Regions from separate parts of the Bos taurus genome. Here region 1 is linked to region 2. A link is a contact called in public Hi-C data. All regions are on one chromosome and are shown on one strand. The core of a region is the stretch at or near the end of the contact, and the rest is flanking DNA. Distances in the headings are between cores, read along the strand shown.

Region 1 (4,661 bases), core at 1,850-4,349, 100 kb before region 2:
TTGGAATGTAAGAAAAACAAGTAGCAGCCTTGGAATTAGCCACATCAGACCTTTGAGCTAATTGGTTCTTTCTTTGTTGTGACCCACTGTACCTTTGCTCCGTGAGAATGTAACTCTGTTTAGTACTTTCTGAGGCTGGGAGAAATAAAGAAGAAACACTTTAAGGGAAAATAAGTTTTCTGGTTGAGCAGCCTTTATCAAAAAAGGGTCATAAAATGTCCACAGGCCTCCAAGGCCAGAAGATAATGTACACAACATTGTTTATGGGAAAGGTATGCAGAAAAATCCTGGTTTTGATAAAGACAAAACAGATGTAATGTTTGGGCTGACTCTGAATGACTTTGCATCTTTCATTTCCTTCTATGTACAAGTCAAGCTATAAAAGTTCCTTTTGAAAATAAAGTTACGGGCCTCACTCACCGAAGCTTGGTCTCCCTGTGTTGTTATTTTTTTCCTTTTCCCTCCTTTTCTCTCTCTGTTCTTCTTTCAGGATGACTCCTTGGAACACAGGAGCTTTATTGGCTTTCTGTGTTAATCAAGGAAGGTCAAGCCTTTGTTCTCTTTGCTTTGCTATCCTTTCGCCTATGCCATCATCCTGAGGGTACCCCTGGATCCTGCTGGGGCTGGACCCCGGCAACCTTGTAAAGCAATTACACTCTAATTAAAAATAAAAAGTTCTTAGAGTCTTTTTAGTGCTACCAAATGAAATATTTACAAATGATATGACATAACGTCTGGGATTTGCTTCAAAATAATCCATCTTATAGGGGAGTGATGTGTGAATGAGGTGCAGAGGAAATAAGAGTAGCCAAAAGTTAAGCACGTTTGAAGCTGGTAGTGGATATACAGGGGTCCAATACCCCATTGCTTTTATTTTGTATGTATCTAAAATTTTCCATAATAATGAAGAAGGAGAAAGAGAAGAAGACAGAAAATAGAAAATCTTCTGGATTGTGACCTCCTGAAAATTATCTACCCTGAGGAGGAGAGCTGAAGATTAAAGTCAGTTTTAACCATTAACCATGAAACTCATCAACTATATCTTAGGGTTGAGGAAAGATCAGCAGTGGTCTGGAACCACTGTACACACAGCCCAACAAGAACCTCACTGGGAACTGCAGCTCCCACTGAAGCCAAGCTCCAATTTATATGCCATGTTTCTGCAGTGAGAGAAGGGAGGAGGCAGAACCAGGCTCCAGGGAATGGGGCTGGTGATGGGATGGTCTAACAAGATGTCCAGGCCTCCCGGGGGGCATGAGTTAGCACAGAGACTTGGAACTATGGCCCATCTGACCCCACTGGGTGGTTCACCAAACTCTGTGGAAGCCACTTCACCTCTCCAAGCCTCAGTGTCCTTATCTGTCAAATTAGGAGGTTGAATTAGAGAAGCAATGTTCACACCAAGACTGTTCTATGGGTGAGGTATGTTCCATCTCAGGCCTGACAGAGGTCGCCCTGGGAGCCTTGGTGGTGTTTTCATTGCTTCTGCTAGCAGGTGAAATTCGGCAGACAGGGGTGCATGTAGTGAGTGGAGAGCTGGCCAACCGGTGATGTTAAGAATGGGTCTGAATTCTGGCCTCAGCTGAAGAGGTCTGGGGGATGGGCAGGCTCCAGGGCATACATCTCATGAGGATAAATAGAATGTCAGCCTGGGAAGCAGATGGCTCAGGTAAGAAGTGCTTTACCCATCCATATATCTACCTATCTCAACCAATAAAGTTCTTTCAAGATGCCCCAATTTCTAATCAGGGGTTTCCCAGGTGGCTCAGTGGTAAAGAATCTGCCTGCCAATGCAGGAGACATAAGAGACGTGGGTTCGATCCCAGGGTCAGGAATATCCCCTGGAGAAGGAAATGGCAACCTAATCCAGTATCCTTGCCTGGAAAATCCCATGGACAGAGGAACTTGGCGGGCTACAGTCCATGGAGTCGCAAAGAGTCGGACATGACTGAATGACAGAGCACGCAGCATGTCTTCTTAACACCATTAAATGATTAATTAAACTAGAGATTTAGGCTGAGTCTGAACACACACATTTCCAGGGCTAGTTGGCAGCTGTTTGTGCTGAGGGAACGAGTTAAGTCTGCTGGATACAGTGTAGTCTGGGGACATCTGTCACCCTCCTTTGCTGGTTCAGCACCTCATCAAGCGTGAGCTAGTTTAGCAGCAGCTAGACTCTGCTAACTACAGCAAGCGGGGGCTGGCTTCTGAGCCTAGAACTGGCTGTGGCTAGTGGGGAGGTGCGTTACGGGATGAGAAGCCAGAGGGAGAGGACGGATCACTGACCAGCGGTTCTGGAGACTCAACTAGGGGAGGGATTTACCAGAAGCATGAACTCCTGTGTGGCCCCTGCAGCGGCAGATGGGCCCTCCCCGCTTCACCTCCGTGTAAAGGAAGCATGGCTGCCATCATTCCAGTGCGGAAAAGGCTCACTGCCCTCAAGCCTCGGCAGGAAAAAAAAGGTTACACTGGTTGAAAGTAAGGCACTGTCTCCTGGCGAGTAGATCTCATTGAAACGTTGAGGGGACCTGAGCCGTGAGCGGCCCCAGCACACATAAGACGACCGTGTCTCTGATCTGCCTCCAGTTTTCCTGTGCGTAGGGTGTAGGATCTTAGCCTGGATCTCTTTGCTCCAGAGGATAAAGTTGCCTGTTTCTCTTCTATTTGCAGACAACTGATGTGACAATGATTATGAATATAAAGATCTCTGAGGCCTCAAAGAGAAGTGGTGTGGACCACGTCTGCAAAGTGCATAGAGCACCTCACAGATGTTGGTTAGCTTCCTAGCTTAAACCCATACCTGGGATCCTCAATTGTGCAAGTCATGGGCTTGGCCAACAGCAGATGGCGCTGTTGCAGCAAAATTAAACAAGGCTGTTAATTGACGATTCTCCGCGTTAAAAAACAGGGAAAACAAACTTGTCCTACATTCTCGTTCCTGTCAAACCCAGTGCTCTCTGAACACGAAGTCAGTGTTCTAGTCACTTGACAGCGCTTGGTTTAGGAAGGGACTCTGATTTTTACAGACACTAGAAGCCTGGCCAAAAAACTGGACCGCTAATCAGACAAGAGTTGATTTACCCGGGATCCTGGGGCGTGCCCTCTGCTCTTTGCTCTAAGATCCCAGGTACTGGCAAGGATGGGGCTTTGGGTAACTCTGGTTACATCATGGCTGAGAATCAGGAGTTGAGTATTTCTAGCCAAGTCAACACAAAGGAACGTGTTCTGATTCAAACCAGAGTGTAGAGGGGAATTGAAGGGGAGGATTCCCAACAGGAGAATGAGGAGAATAACCTAGCCTGCAACACTAGAGCTGGAGAGACCCTTGAGGTCCCTGGGCCCAGTGACTGCTAAACACGGCTAACACCTCAGGAGTCACCTGTGAAATGCGTCCAAAAGCAGATTCCTGGCCCCATGCCCCAGACTCACAAATCAGGATCTCCGGGGCTGGGGCCCGAGAAAATGAATTTATTTTTATCATGATCCTCCAAGTGATTCTTAACTAAGTGTGGCAGTCACTAGTTCTCTAGATTGGTCTTTGTGATGCTACGATCCACTGATGTAGCCCACTTCTCATTTGACAATGCATAATGATGATAATTGGTAGTTACTGACAACTTTCTACGTGCCTGGCACTGTTCCAAGTAGTTCATTCTCATGAACTCATTTGACCCTCACCATGGCGTCACAGGGTAGTTTCCAATTATTGTCACCCCCGTACTGCAGGTGAGAACAACTGGGACCCAGGCTTCAGCCCTGGAACTCAGGAAAGGCTCCAGCAGGGAAGTATTTCCTGTCTATTTTGGGGTACATTTAAACTCCCCATTTTGGCCAAGCTTTAAGGCTTGGGCAGAGGCTGAATTCTGAGCCTGCATTTGCCCTTTGGATTTGTTGATTTCAAATTCCAGTAATAGATATTTTTAGAAATAACATAGCCCCTTATCCATTAGAAATGACAAAATAGGTTTAAACGACACCAAGACATACAGGTGAGGCAGAAAGTAAGGATTGTCTACAAGGACTGTGGTATTAGACTGGATCAATCAGGGCAGGGAGTTTGTTTTTTATTTTTTGTGTGTGTGATTTTAGATTTCTTCATTAACCATTTATAACACAAAAAGACATTATCACAAGGAGTGAGTACAGGAAAAAATATGAATGCATTTAAAGAATCTGAAGAGATGTGTGTGTATATGAGTGTGTTTGTGTGTGAGTGTGTATGAGTGCGTATATGTGTACGTGTATGGGTATGTATATATGAATGTGCATGTTTGTGAGTGTGTATGTGTATGGGTGTGTGTACATGAATGTGTATGTGTGTATGTGTATGGGGGTGTGTGTGTGTGTGAGTGTGTATGTGTATGGGTGTATGTGTGTGTGTGTATGTGTGTACGTGTATAGGTGTATATATATGAACGTGCATGTTTGTGAGTGTGTATGTGTATGGGTGTGTATGGGTGTGTGTGTATATGTGTGAATGTGTGTGCGTGGTGACTCTGGAGTGGTCGAGGACAACACTGATCTGGGCAGGGAGGTCAGAGCAGACAAGTGTCCCCCTAGGACTCATCCTGCAGGTTTCTGTTGTCGGGGGGCTAGCCGGGAGGTAAACCTCTACCCAGAAGGTCGTCTCTTATGTGTGATCTTGGGATGCTGAGAGAGAT
Region 2 (4,587 bases), core at 1,559-4,058:
TTGGTGATGGACAGGGAGGCTGGGCGTGCTGTGGTTCACGGGGTCCCAAAGAGTCAGACGTGACTTGAACTGAACTGAACTGAACTGAGACTTTATTTTTCTTTAAGTCTTTACTGAACTTGCTACAATATTGCTTCTGTTTTATGTTTGTTGGATTTTTTGGCCATCAAGCATGTGGGGTCCCAGCTCACTGACCAGGAATTGAACCCACACTCCCTGAGTAGGAAGGTCAAATCTTAGCCACTGGACCACAAAGGAAGTCCCTGAATAGACTTTATTTTAAAAAATAGTTTTGGGGACTTCTCTCGTGGTCCAGTGGCTAAGACTCTGAGCTCCCAATGCAGGAGACCCAAGTTCAATCCCTGGTCAGGGAACAAGATCTCACATGCTGCAACTAAGACCTGGTGCAGCCAAATAAATAAAATTAAAATAAAAAATAGTTTTGGATTCACAGCAAAATTGGACAGAAAGTACAGAAAATTCTCATTTACCCATCACCCTAACACATGCAGGGTGGTTTTTTTTTTTTGCTAATTTTATCTACCACCTGCCACATGGTAAGAGAAGGTTTTCCTTCAGACTCTCCTTACCAGAGAAGGTTCGGAGGACTGAGTTAAGGGGGGTTTTCATCTTTCTTTCCACTATGGTTTATCACAGGATATTTTTTTAAAGATTTATGTATTTACTTATTTTGGCTGTGGTGGGTCTTTGTTGCTGCATGAAGTCCTTCGCTAGTCACGGCAAGCAGGAGCTACTCTCGGTTGTGGCGTGCAGGCTTCTCGTTGCAGTGGCTCCTCTTATTTCAGAGCGAAGGCTCTAGGCACACAGGCGTCAGTAGCTGCAGCTCGTGGGCTCACTAGTTGTGGCTCGAGGGCTCTAGAATGCTGGCTCAGTAGCTGTGTTGGATGGGCTTAGCTGCTCCACGGCATTTGGGATCTTCCAAGACCAGGGATTGAACCAGTGTCCCTTGCATTGCAAGACAGATTCTTCACCACTGGACCTCCAGGGAAGCCCTATCACAGGATATCTAAAATAGTTCCCCATGCTACTCAATAGGACCTTATTGTTTATTCATTCTATATATAATAGTTTATATCTGCTAATCCCAAACTCCTAACCCAACCTTCTCCTCCCCTCCTCCCCCTTAGCAACCACAAGTCTGTTCTCTTGTCTATGAGTCTGCTTCTGTTTTGTAAATAAGTTCATTTGTGGCATATTTTAGAATGCACATATAAGTGATATCTATCTGTCCCTCTCGTTCTGACCTACTTCGCTTGGTATGATAATCTCCAGGTTCATCCATGTTGCTGGCATTGTTTCATTCTTTTCATGGCTGAGTGATATTCCGTATGTATGTGCCCCACCTTCTTTATCCATTTCTCTGTTGATGATATTTAGGTTGTTTCCATGTCTGGGCTGTTGTGAACTATGTCTTGGCTATTGGGCTGCTATGAACATAGAGGTGCATCTATCTTTTCAAATTATAGTTTCATTTGGATATATGCCCTGGTGACTTAGATGGTAAAGCGTCTGCCTGCGATGCAGGAGACCCGGTTCAATCCCTGGGTCAGGAAAATCCCTTGGAGAAGGATATGGCAATCCACTCCAGTACTCTTGCCTGGAAAATTCCATGCATGGAGAAGCCTGGTAGGCTACAGTCCATGAGGTCGAAAAGAGTCAGACACGACTGAGTGACTTCACTTTCTTTCACTTTGGATATATGCCCAGGAGTGTGATTGCTGGATCATTGTTGTTGCTGCTGTTTAGTCGCTAAGTTTTGTCCAACTGTTGTGATCCCATGGACTGTAGCCCACCAGGCTCCTCTGTCCATGGGTTTCTCCAGGGAAGAATACTGTAATGGGTTGCCATTTTCTTCTCGAGGAGATCTTCCTGACCCAGGGATGGAACCCATGTCTCCTGCATTGCCAGGCGGATTCTTTACTGCTGAGCCACCAGGGAAGCCCTTGCTGGATCATACGGTAGTTCTATCTTTAGTTTTTTGAGGAATTTCGATACTGATTTCCATAGTGGTTGCACCAGTTTACATCCCCACCATGAGTTAAGATTTTTGAGACTAGACCTCATCAGCATAACCCCTCTGAGGGAAAGGTGAAAGCTGTGGCTGCAACCTGGGTGTCCATGAGATTCCGCCTCAAGGCCTGAGATAGCTCAGGCTCTAAGGACTCCAACACTGTCACTTTATTGTCATACCCAGTGCTGCCTCTGTGTAAAGTCTGGGCAATGTGTTTAGAAAGCCCCAGGGCCAGGCCTCCTGGCTAGCTTCTGATTGATAACACAGATGAAGTTTGTTTAGAAGATCTAAGTTGCCATACTCAATAGTTCCATGAGGACAAACTATGGTGAAATTCAACGGTTTAGCCTCTTCTGTTATCAGTAAAGCTTCCTGCTGGCTGGCTGAACAAGATCCCTGTCTGTGACTTGGGCTGCTTCCTTAAACTTACTTGTGAAGTTGTCTGTGGTCACATCACAGGGTGCTTTTATGTCCAGGACAGTCTTGGTTTTACGCCTGCTGCCCCAGTAGAATTTTAACAGTGTTGTTATCCCCCAAATCTTGGCTTTCTCTGCCCACTGAAGCCAAATTTAAAAATTACAGAGACAGAGTTTGGAGGAAAAAGAAAGGTGGCCTTAATTCTCAGCCAGTGGAGAGGAGTACGCAGCAGGCTAGGGTCTCAAGAACTGTGCTCCCTGCCCCAAGGGAACCGAGGGACTTTCCATAGTCTGGGTCTCTGGTCTTTAGATAAATGATAAGGCTCAAAGTAATGAAGGTTTGCATTCTTTTTTTTTTTTCTTGCTTTGTTTCAAAACTCCTATCTGGCATCAGGTAGCCCAGGAATTGAGTCTGGCAGTCCAGTGTAGCCTGGTAATTGGGTCTGTTTGTCTCTGGATTTTTGTACTGTGGCTTTCTGGCTAAAAGTGCAAAAAGATAAAAAACTACAAGAGGTGGTCCCAGGTAAAGGTGAGCACCAGGTACAGGATGCAATTAGCACAGAGTTAAAGGATGATAGATGCAGAATGTAAGTTATGCTGAGTTAAATGCAGGATGTAAATTACATAGTGTCAGGTTAGTTTTGAGAAAAGCAAACTTAGTTACAAACCACAGATTAGGAATAGTTAAAGTGAAAACCAGGAATGATCAAGCCTGCTCACTGTTCTCTTTATCTTCTTTGTTCTCAGAAAGGAAAAGAAAAGAAAGAAAAACTCATTCCCCCTTTTTTCCTTTTCACTGCAACCGTGGCCCCTGTTCACTCTCAAATGGTCTCAATTTGAATGATAAATAGTGTGGTGACACTTGTACTTACATACGTAGGACCCAGGGCTGTAAATGTTTATGTAATACACACACACACACACACACACACACACACACAGATGAAAAGCTGTTTCAGCATTATAATCAGATACATAATCAGAGTGATTAATACAGGTGATTGGCCAGAGATGACTTCTTAGTCACCGTGCATTCCTTTTCTTGACGTCATCCTTAATTACAGTAATAAAAATTGAGTTGTTCATGCTGCTAACTCCAAAGGAGTCAGTAAAACTTGTGCATTAAGTAAGTGCTTTACAAGCCTTTCCTGCATAATTTCATGTTCTTGAGCTATTTTTAAGCTGTTTACATCCTGCCAGAGATCCCTATATTGTTTCACCATATATTGGATTTAATAACAGAGCAAATATTTTTACCGAGCAAGACATTTAGTATTACAGAGAGAGAACCAGAAAGCCAAGTCCTGTGTAGGCCAAAGGGAAATACTTGGAGAGCTCACTAAAAAGGACTGAGTAGTAAGTGATAAAGTGTAATCAATATCATGAGCAATTATTCCACAGAGGGAACAATTTCTTCTGATTTTGATTCTTAGAGATACGAACTGGTGCTTGAAGGTCTATGGGCTGAGGTCAGGGTGAGGGTGGCATGGCACCCGGGGAGGGGGGAGGACATGGGGACAGAGGCCTCTAAGTGGAAGAATGCAATTTGACTTGTCCAGAGCAGAGTCCAAGTGGAAAATCAATAGGAGAGAAGGTGAAGAGATAGAATGGGCCAGTGACACGACAGAGGCTGGTTACTATTTCATCGAAGTAGATGGCTTCATCTTCTCTGCCTGAGGATTTGGTTATCCTAGTTCAGCGCAAGTCACACCCCAGGTATCCTAAACTCCAGGCACATGCATGTCGCCTTGATCATGTTAACCCTGTCTCTCTGTCTTTTTTAAACTTATTATTTTGTATTGGTGTATTTCCAGTTAACAATGCTGTGATTGTTCCAGGTGAACAGTGAAGGGACTCAGCCATACATATACATATACCCATTCTCCCCCAAACTCCCCTCCCATCCAGGCTGCCATAACATTGAGCAGAGTTCCCTGTGCTGTACAGGAGGTCCTTGTTGGTGACCCATTTTAAATATAGCAAGCAGTGGGTACATGTGCATCCCGGGGATCGAACCTAGGCGACCTGCATTGGGAACATGGAGTCTTAGCCACTGGACCACTAGGGAAGTCCCTGAACATTTTTTAGATAAGAAGCTTTAAAAAAAGAAGAAGAAGAAGAAAACTAACATTCAATGTC

Evidence for each region. A called contact is a pair of places that touch in the nucleus more often than the background predicts.
Region 1: a Hi-C map of liver shows a contact between it and region 2, with 2.5 times the contacts expected there. The contact joins two enhancer-like sites. A contact is called at or near these places in 5 of 11 Hi-C or Micro-C datasets (blastocyst, blood, liver and 2 more).

Annotation. Positions count from the first base shown.
Region 1 is chr21:20,665,764-20,670,424 of ARS-UCD2.0, reverse strand. All of the region lies in intron 6 of ABHD2 (abhydrolase domain containing 2, acylglycerol lipase), which reads right to left. Among named protein-coding and RNA genes, the nearest start is that of RLBP1, 42 kb to the left of the region's middle. Within about 2 kb of position 3,099, at least 16 of the 102 cell types and tissues checked have an H3K27ac peak or open chromatin away from gene starts, as enhancers often do. A contact at or near this core is called in liver, where this site is marked.
Region 2 is chr21:20,565,647-20,570,233 of ARS-UCD2.0, reverse strand. No RefSeq gene overlaps it. Among named protein-coding and RNA genes, the nearest start is that of ABHD2, 8.2 kb to the left of the region's middle. Within about 2 kb of position 2,808, at least 6 of the 102 cell types and tissues checked have an H3K27ac peak or open chromatin away from gene starts, as enhancers often do. A contact at or near this core is called in liver, where this site is marked.